Linked DNA regions of Sus scrofa: region 2 is linked to region 1. The links are chromatin contacts, called in public Hi-C maps. All regions are on one chromosome and are shown on one strand. Each heading gives the region's core, a stretch centred on a gene start, on an enhancer-like site or on the middle of the called end of the contact. The rest is flanking DNA. Distances are from core to core; before and after follow the strand shown.

What was found. A called contact is a pair of places that touch in the nucleus more often than the background predicts.
Region 2: a contact with region 1 is called in a Hi-C map of liver, with 1.8 times the contacts expected there. The contact joins two enhancer-like sites. A contact is called at or near these places in 11 of 47 Hi-C or Micro-C datasets (alveolar macrophages, embryonic fibroblasts, fetal heart ventricle and 7 more) and 1 of 2 datasets of contacts at active chromatin or transcription factors (skeletal muscle).

Annotation. Positions count from the first base shown.
Region 1 is chr7:88,092,820-88,097,407 of Sscrofa11.1, reverse strand. The region is part of intron 8 of AKAP13 (A-kinase anchor protein 13); the gene reads right to left. Among named protein-coding and RNA genes, the nearest start is that of KLHL25, 200 kb to the left of the region's middle. Within about 2 kb of position 1,642, at least 9 of the 83 cell types and tissues checked have an H3K27ac peak or open chromatin away from gene starts, as enhancers often do. A contact at or near this core is called in liver, where this site is marked.
Region 2 is chr7:88,329,658-88,334,419 of Sscrofa11.1, reverse strand. No RefSeq gene overlaps it. Among named protein-coding and RNA genes, the nearest start is that of KLHL25, 40 kb to the right of the region's middle. Within about 2 kb of position 1,394, at least 4 of the 83 cell types and tissues checked have an H3K27ac peak or open chromatin away from gene starts, as enhancers often do. A contact at or near this core is called in liver, where this site is marked.

The sequences.
Region 1 (4,588 bases), core at 393-2,892:
CCATGATCCTTACCCAGTCTCATTTGCTATTATACTCAAGACAGGTAGATGGTTGGTCTGTCAAGTTTCACAATTAGGATATGGTTCTTCCTACCTCAATGTCCCTGGCTCTTAGGACAATCGTGGTTTCTGGAATACCCTACCTTGTCTCTCCACGTTAACCAAAATCTACCCTTCAAATCCCACTTTTCTAGTTAAGTGCTCTGCCTACTCTAACACTCCTTATAACTATGCTATGAACTATGATGGTCCTTAGACTGTGAGAGACTCACTTTATGGTTTCTGTTCTATACTGTTCCTTGATGCTGTGTGTTAATCTGCCTCTAAGTAGAATGACAAGTTCCTTAAAACCCAGGTGCTTCTTCAATCTAAGGGTGTCAAAAATGGTATTAGACATCCAAAGGCTAAATGAATAACTGATTATGAATTCATTTAATACCACAATCATAATCTTAAGACTTTTCAAATAACTGACCAGATTTATTTATTAAACAAGAGGGGAAAAAAAAGTCTGTCAGTGTTAACATACGCAAAAGGTGAAGAGTCTTAAAAGTGCTCCTGATTTAAAGGATAAAAGCCCTGGCCAGATAAGAAAACTCACGTTCAAAATAGCCATACCCTTAGGAAAGTTTTGAATCCCACATAAAATGAAAATGTGTTACTTTAGGAAATTACCCGATTTATTTATTTATTTTTTTTACTTCACAGCAAAAAGAATAGCTCTAGCATAGTCACTCAGTCAGACAAGCCAAAAAATGATTCAGCTTCCCATGGAAGACTTCCCTCATCCTTCCAAGGCAAACACACTAGTACAGTCATGCCTTCCAAAGAAAAATGTAGAGGTATAACTTGCTCATAATTTATCAGTTGCCCAAAAGACAAAGCAAAGGGAAAAGAGAAAAATCCTTCAAGAAGGAAACCTACTTTTAAACACTACTGCCAGAGGATAAAGAGAACAGAAACATATAGTAAAAGAAAAATGCTGCTATGAGGAATAAATGAATTAAACAGGTAAAGTACTTTGTATATAGTGCCTGTGACATGAGTACTATATAAGTATTAGTGGCTATAATATTTTCACTTTGTTATCGTCATTACATTTTTTGCCTTATTTTCAAAGTGATATTTAAGTTAGCCTGCAAAAGACACATAAGAAAAAAAACAAGTAGCTGAAAATTCTGATTCGAGTTATAAGTGAAAGAACAGAACACCTTTGCTCTGAATCAGACCACCATGTTCCCTCTGAAAATACTCTGTATCATGACAAGAAAGCTGGACTGGGGGGAAAAGTTAGGTTTTCTTTCCTCTAGTAAGTGGAGCGGGGGGTAGGTAGTTGCTCCAGAAACTAAGTGGAGAAGGGGGTAGGTAGCTGCTCCAGAAACTAAGATTAGAGGAGTCACTCAGCATCTGAAAGCCGAGCTGAGTTCTTTAAAACTTGAGGTCAAGATAGGACTGGGGGCTCAGATGGAAGAGTTAGCCTTGGGAAAAAAGAAAAAGAAGCCTCTTCATCTGAGGCAAAAGGAAAGAAGAAAAGACAGATATTTATAGATTTTTTTTCCTGGCCAATCCCCAACTGCCTAATTTGGACTGAACTTAGAGTGTCCCTGAACAATCCCCACCCAGACAGCCAAAATACCAGTGTGACCACTGGGATAAAGAGCATGCAGCTCCAGGAAGTGACTCTGGGAGGAAAGCATAACACCAGGACAGCCTCTCTGGTCTCTCACCTCTCCTTGTAAGACTCTTCCACTGCCATCATGCAAGTCATCCTACCGTGCTCAGATTAGATCCGACTCTGGCTGCCCCCATGTCCTTGATTCTGCTTTCACGTTCCTCCCCATAGAAGCAAAACAAGTCAAGTCCTTAAGACCCCTTCAAACGCCATCACATCCATGATGCCTCCTCTGAATAATTCAGTCAAAAAACCTGCCTGTCTTTCCTCTCACTCTACTGAACTGTGCCAGCACTCCTACCACACTTAAATCACTCACCAACGATCACAATTATCAAGGTATCTGTTGTATGAGTCTCTTGGACCAAGACATCCACTTCTTTGTATTTCCTTTAGGTTCTTGGGCTTATTTATTTAGCATTTAGCAAATAGTTTCTATGAGAATGAATAAATATCCATCTTTCTGTCTGAAGAGCAATTTTCAGGCAAGGTAACCAATTCTCAGGAGTAGATCAAACTGGTGCAGGCAACCTAGATACAGAAGCTCCTTTATTCACAGATTTATATAAGCCATGGAATTTTGATACACAGACATGCACGAGAGAAAAGGGCATCTACACTGCTCACCACAAATGAATGGCATTAGTGGTTAGACCTTTTTATTAACTAGATATATCAAAAATTAATCAGCAAGTAAAAGAACAGAATTCTCTGCCTACCTTGAATGCTTTTTTAAAATAAAAATTTCAGGAGTTCCCATTGTGGCACAGTGGTTAATGAAGCCGACTAATATTCATGAAGATGCAGGATGGATCCCTGGCCTTGCTCAGTGGGTTAAGGATCTGGCATTGCCATGAGCTGTGGTGTAGGTCGCAGATGCAGCTCAGATCCTATGTTGCTGTGGCTGTGGTGCAGGCTGGCAGCTGCAGCTCCGATTCGACCCCTAGCCTGGGAACCTCCACGTGCTGTGGGTGCAGCCCTAAAAAGACAGAAGACCAATAAATAAATAAATAAAAATTGTAAAAAGTAAAATAAAAATTTCACTTTGGGAGTTCCCTTGTGGTGCCACGTGTTAAGGATCTGGTGTTATCACTGTAGCAGCCTGTGGCATGTGGAAGTTCCCAGGTCAGGGACTGAACCCACGGCACAGCACCAACTCAAGATGCTACAACGACAACACCAGATCCTTAACCCACTGAACCACAAAGGAACACCTAATGTGAATATTTTTAATGCAAACTTTGAAAATAGAAAAAAACAAAAAACTGTTGCCAGTGAAACAATCAATTTAGGACCAAGTTTCATGGAAGCATTTTGATAATTTCTCCAAAGATATGTGTGTGTATGTGCATGTGTGCTCGTGAACGTGTGTTTAACAGTTCAGAAGACATGCTTAGCACTGACCATTTGTGTACCCTGTCAAGGACAGTACATCTAGCAAATCAGGGAACCCATGAACATAGTGTAAAAAACTTGTAGGACAACAAAGCATTATTAGGGTTACCCTCTGAGCTCCCAGCACTGAGCAGGAAGGACACATAGAAAGCCTTTGCTCTGTTCCTGCAACTTGCCATCTGTAAGACTATTATTTGTTCTCCCTTGCCTCCTCTATGAGAATGTTATCATAGTAAGCATTAGTAGTCTTCAAAAGAGCACAGTATTATTTAATATGGCTACTGGTACTTTCTTTCATACAAGTAGTTTTCCTGGGTCTGAATTCTAATAGCTCTATGCCTCTAACTCTTACACTGATAAACCCAAAGATCTGTTCTGTGTCACCACAAAATCAACTATCTGAATTCTACATAGACAGAATGATGAACCATATTTTTTAGTTCAATCCCAAATATTCATATAAATGAGTTATCAATGAGGAAATTTCTCTTTTCTACCTAGTCTTTAGCTGCAACTCCTGCCATACTGATTAAATCATTTTTTTTTTTTAAGGAGCTGAACTAACAAAACTTAAAAGCCTCAAACATATTTGTTATGGAAACCAGCAAACAGAATTTTAAAAGAAAGGGAGCTACTTAAGATTATCAGAGCCCCAAGGAAAGAAACTGATAAATAACATTATACTCTTAGGTAAAGTTGACTGAAGTTATACGAAAATTTGTCAATTAACTAAAAGCAGCCTTGCCAAAGTTCTTCCACCCTACATTATAAACACCTGTCCTGTGTGAGACACCGTGACAGATCACTGTGCATGGAGCATGGCTAAGGCAGCATCCCTGGCAGGAGGCAGTGGAGCTCCAGGTGGCATCCTATGCGGGCCTCACAGTCCCAGGACAGTTCCAGTGAGAGCTAAGAGAAGGGTGCACAGGAGGCCTGAGAGGATGGAGAGTGTGGCACAGGACAACACAGCACATCTGAGAAGGCTCAAAGAGTCAGAGAGTATGCAGGTAGAGTTCAAGGATGCATTTCAGGCAGAGCGTACCACGGAGCAAGGAGAGCGATGGTTTTACTGCATAAAGAGGAGTCTGGTGTGGCTGGTAGCTGCACTATGGATGGAACAGCAGACTGGATGTGAATGTAATCTCAGGAGCCAGACTGTGAGGTCCATGCCACACCACAGTTTAGCAAGACTCTCTAACAGGAGCTAGAGCAGTGGTCTCTATATGTGGACTGCAAATCCTTCAGAGGCCCAGAGACATTTTCAGGGCATCTGTGGGGTCAAAACTATTTTCACAGTAACGCTAAGATGTTATTTGCCCTTTCACTGTGTTGACATTTGCTCTGACAGGACTTAGCACAAACCATAGCACTGGGACCAAAGTGAACCAGCAGTCACCATATTCTTACAGTATAAAAACAAACTTTAAACAATTTTTTCACACAGAATGCCTGTGATCAAGCTGTAAACATTAATGTTGTTCAATTTCAAGCTTTAGGTACTCATCTTTTTAATACTTTGTG
Region 2 (4,762 bases), core at 145-2,644, 240 kb before region 1:
AGTGGAGGTACTCCTGAACCTGACCCCTGGGAGGACATAGCAAGGTGACATTTTGGGTGAGTGCTCCCAGGTCGCACCACCAGACCAGTCAAGCAGGGCAGCCTAATGACTCAGAGAGCATAGGCTTAAGTGTTGTTATGGCCTGACTTGTCCTCCACATTCACATGGTGAAGCCCTAATCCTCACTATCTTAGGATGTGATTGTATTTGGAGATGGGCCTTTTAAATGAGGTCACAAGGGTAGGGCCCTCACCCAGTCTGATGAATGTCCTGATGAGAGAGAGAGAAGGACACCTGGGATGCACAGGCACAGAGAAAAGATTTGAAAAGGGCCTCAGGAGAAACCAACCATGCTGGATCTTGGACTTGCAGCCTCACAAACTGTGGGAAATAAATGTCTGTTGTTTAAGCTGCCCAATCCAGGGTATTTTGGTAGAGCAGCCTGAGTAGGAGTCGACCCCAGGCTCTGAACTTCAGCACTGGTGCAAAAAACAGAGGAAGAAACACCTCCCACCCAGGGCAGTCATGAAGCTTGAGTGAATCGTGTGAAAAGAGCATCTAGTAAGAGTGCAGATGTGGACAAAGGGTATAATCTCTAAAATGAGGTGCATGTATTTGGGTATGGAGGGAGCAGATGCGCTGGAGGGGAAGAAGAAAAAGTAAGAACTTTTATATTTATTCTCCATCTTTTCTTTACCTTTCTATTTTCACATATGGTTTTCATGGACATCATACATAAACGTTTCTAATTTATGAAAAAACATCCTTGTGTATTTCTATTTTGTGCATGGCTTTAATGCACATTATATTAATACAAGTGCACATACAAGAGCAGTGCTATGTCTATACATGATATATGAAAAACAGATTTGCATCAAGTAGGGGTATATGCTTTTTAGATGTACTGATAGAAATGTGCAATTAAAAAAATTCCGGAGGAATTCCTGCTGTGGTATGGTGGGTTAAGAATCTGACTGCAGCAGCTCTGGTCACTGCAGAGGAGGGTTTGATCTCCAGCCTGGCACAGTGTGTTAAGGATCCAGCATTGCTGCAGCTGTTGCTCAAATTCAATCCCTAGCCCAGAAGCTTCCACATGCTGCAGATTCAGCCATAAGAAAAAAATTTCTGGAGACCTTTGTAGACCATAGAAATGTGTCCACTAAGTTCTTTGCATCCACTAACCTGCCAGGGGGAGGAGGTAGTGATTATGGCCAGATGCCATCAGGAGGTTGGAGGTTTATGGGAGAACGGCAGAGCACCTGTGCCCACCTAGCCTCTGGCAGAAGTTGAGACCTTTGAGGTGGGAGCTCCAAGTCTCTTCATCAGAGTCATTGGGAGATTCTGCCAATGAATGAGGGCCTTCTGAGCTCTGGACCAGCCCCACTGGCACAGACACTGGTACAAAGATCACTCTTCAGTCATCCCACTTTCATAGTTAACAATAATGTGGTTACAACCATAGCATGGTTAATAATTCACTACTGGAAAGCTGGGAATTGTGGACAAAACAAGAACAGGCAAGAAATGGGGGGATGCAGTGGGGGTGCCCCTAACAGACTGGGTGTGCGTGAGGCTCCCTTTGAGAACTCCTCAAAATGACTGGAGGAACTTGGATGAGGCAGGGGACCGGGGGCAGCTAGGGTTCTTGTTTCAGAGAGGTAAGTGGCCTGGGACCTTTGTCATTTGGGCATCATTGTAAACGTGTCCTTGATTTGCAGTCATGTTTAGATGGACAGATGGGGCCCTGGCATACGTGTTCTGCATTTCACCGAATATCTGCTGTCTGGGGCTGAGAAGATCAGTGGCTAGAATCTAGATGGTGAGACAGGCCAGGGGATCCCCAGAACAGACCATGAGGATGGGGGAAATGAATGGTTTTTATCCATGAAGGTAGAGGCTGAGAAACAGAATATAAACCTGTAGGTCTGAGAGTGGCCAGTGTTTGCATCCTGAAAAAAATGCCCAGACTTTGGTCTCATCCAAACTCGGTTGAAATTCCTATAGCTGTATAACCTTGGACAAGTCACTTGATGTCTCTGAGCCTAGGTTGTATCATCTGTAAGACAGGAATACACTCTTCCTCAGGACAAACAAGGGAAGAGGTCTGTGTATCCCACCTGCCTTGACCTCCAACATCCCCATAACCTTTCTCTGGGGAATGACATTCTGAGTACACAGTCTTCAAGGCTCCAGGAAGACCCCTAAGTAGAATCACTGATCAGATGAGCAGTAGCCCCAGAGCTATGACTTCTCCCGAAAACTGTGGCAAGTGGGATGGAGCTGGGGTGGTGGGGCAGCTGCTACACCGGCCCTTCTAGCATAGTCACATCGTGCTGCTGGCCAGCAGCTCCCCTGGGAGATTGGAAGCAGCTACACAAGGCCTCTCTAGGCCTGTAGCAATTCCAGCCCCCACCCCCTCAGATGCCCTAGGACCTCCCTTCTCTGAGAATCTGCTGGGCATATCCTCCTGAGAGCCTGCTGGAGGCTCTGGGTGGTTCTCCCAGATTCTGCTCCCATTCAGGCCCTCCTGTCTCTTCCTGTTCCATCTCTCACTCCCTCTGGCTTCCTTGCCACACCCAGGACCTACTTTTCCTGAAAGGCTTGGGTTCTTCTCCTCAGCCAGGCAACACGCCCTGGGCGGTGGGAAGCTCTGCACAACAGAGAAGTCAAGGATCTCTTTCCCAGTTTCCAGAGTATCTGTACAGCCACTTCGAGGGTCCTCAAGAGCCTTTCCTGGTGGGGGTCCTTCTTACTAGGGTGAAGAGTCCCAGAACCCAGGTGTTCTTTTTTTTTTTTCTTAAATTTTATTGGAATTTAGTTGACTTACAAAAGTTGCATTAATTTCAGGTGTATATACGTATATCCATTTCTTTTCAGATTAGTTTCCCATGTAGGTTTTCACACAGTATTAAATATCCTGTGCTATACAGTAGGTCTTTGTTACCGTCTGTTTTATTGTTTTTGAGCTTTTTACCTTTCTATTTTTATTAAAGTATAGTTGATTTACAATGTTGTACCAGTTTCTGCTGTATAGAAAAGTGACCCAGGTATGTGTATATATATGTATATATATATTCTTTTTCTCATATAATCTTCCATCATGTTCTATTCCAAGAGACTGGATATAGTTCCCTGTACTGTATAGTAGTACCTTGTTGTTTATCCGTTCTAAATGTAATAGTTTGCATCTACTAATCCCAAACTCCCAGTCCATCCCACTCTCTTCCCCCTCCCCTTGGCAACCACAAGTCTGTTCTCTATGTCCGTGAGTCTGTTTCTGTTTTGTAGATAGGTTCATTGTGCAATATTTTAGATTCCATATATAAATGATATCATATGGTATTTCATCTTTTTCTTTCTAACTTACTCCACTTATTATGCAAATCTCTATCTGCATCCATGTTGCTGCAAATGGCATTGTTTTGTTCTTTTTTTATGACCGAGTAATATTCCAGTGTATATGTGTACCACTTCTTAATCCATTCATTTGTCAATGGACGTTTAGGTTGTTTCCATGTCCTGGCTATTGTAACTAGTGCTGCTATGAACATAGGGGTGTATGTATCTTTTTGAATGAAAGTTTTGTCCTGATATATGCCTAGGAGTGGGATTGGTTGATGTCAGAGAACATTTTGCCTATGTTCTCTTATGGTTTTATGGTGTCATGTCTTATGTTTAAGTCTTTAAGCCATTTTGACTTTATTTTTTTTCAAGGTGTGAGGGTGTTTCATTGATTTACATGCAGCTGTCCAGTTTTCCCAGGACTGCTTGCTAAAGAGAGTTTTTTCTCAATTCTTTTCCTGTGGTTGATTTCTAGTTTCATGCCATTGTGTCAGAGAAGTTGCCTGAAATAATTTCTATACTCTTAAATTTGTTGAAGTTAGTTTTGTGCCCCAGTACAGTCAATCCTAGAGAATATTCCATGGGCACTCAAAAAAACTGTATATTCTGAGTTTTGTTTTTTGTGGGTTGTTTTTTTTTTTAATAGAATGTCCTGAAAATATCAAGTCTAAATATTCTGTTTTGGATCGCTATTGCTTTATTGATCTTAGGATCTCTGTTGTTTTGTTGATTTTTTCTGCGTAGAGGATCTGTCCATTGATATGGGTGGAGTGTTAAAGCCTTCTCCTCCTACTATTGTATTCCCATCAATTTTTCCTTTTATGTCTGTTAGTGTTTATGTATTTGAGTGTCCCTATATTATGGGTATATATATTGATGAGTGTAATATCCTCTTCTGGAATTGATCCTTTTATCATTAAATAGTATCCTCCTTGGAATTCCCATCATGGCACAGTGAAGGCAAATCTGACTAGGAACCATGAGGTTGCAGGTTTGATCCCCGGCCTTGCTCAGTGGGATGGGGATCTGGTGTTGCTGTGAGCTGTGGTATAGGTTGCTGACACAGTTCAGATCTGGCATTGCTGTGGCTCTGGTGTAGGCTGGCGGCAACATCTCTGATTAGACCCCTAGCCTGGGAACCTCCATATGCCATGGGTATGGCCCTAAAAATACAAAAGACAAAAAAAGGTATCCTTCTTTATCTTTCTTTGTTTTGTCTGATATGAGTATTGTGACTCCAGCTTTCCTGTCATTTCCATTTGCATGAAATATCTTTTTTCCATGCCCTCAATTTCAATTTATGTTTCTTTTGCCCTAAGGTGGGTCTCCTGTAGGCAGCATATTATAGGTTCTTGGTTTTTTTTATCCAGTTTCCCACTCTGTGTCTTTTGATTACAGCATTAAGTCCATTGACATTTAA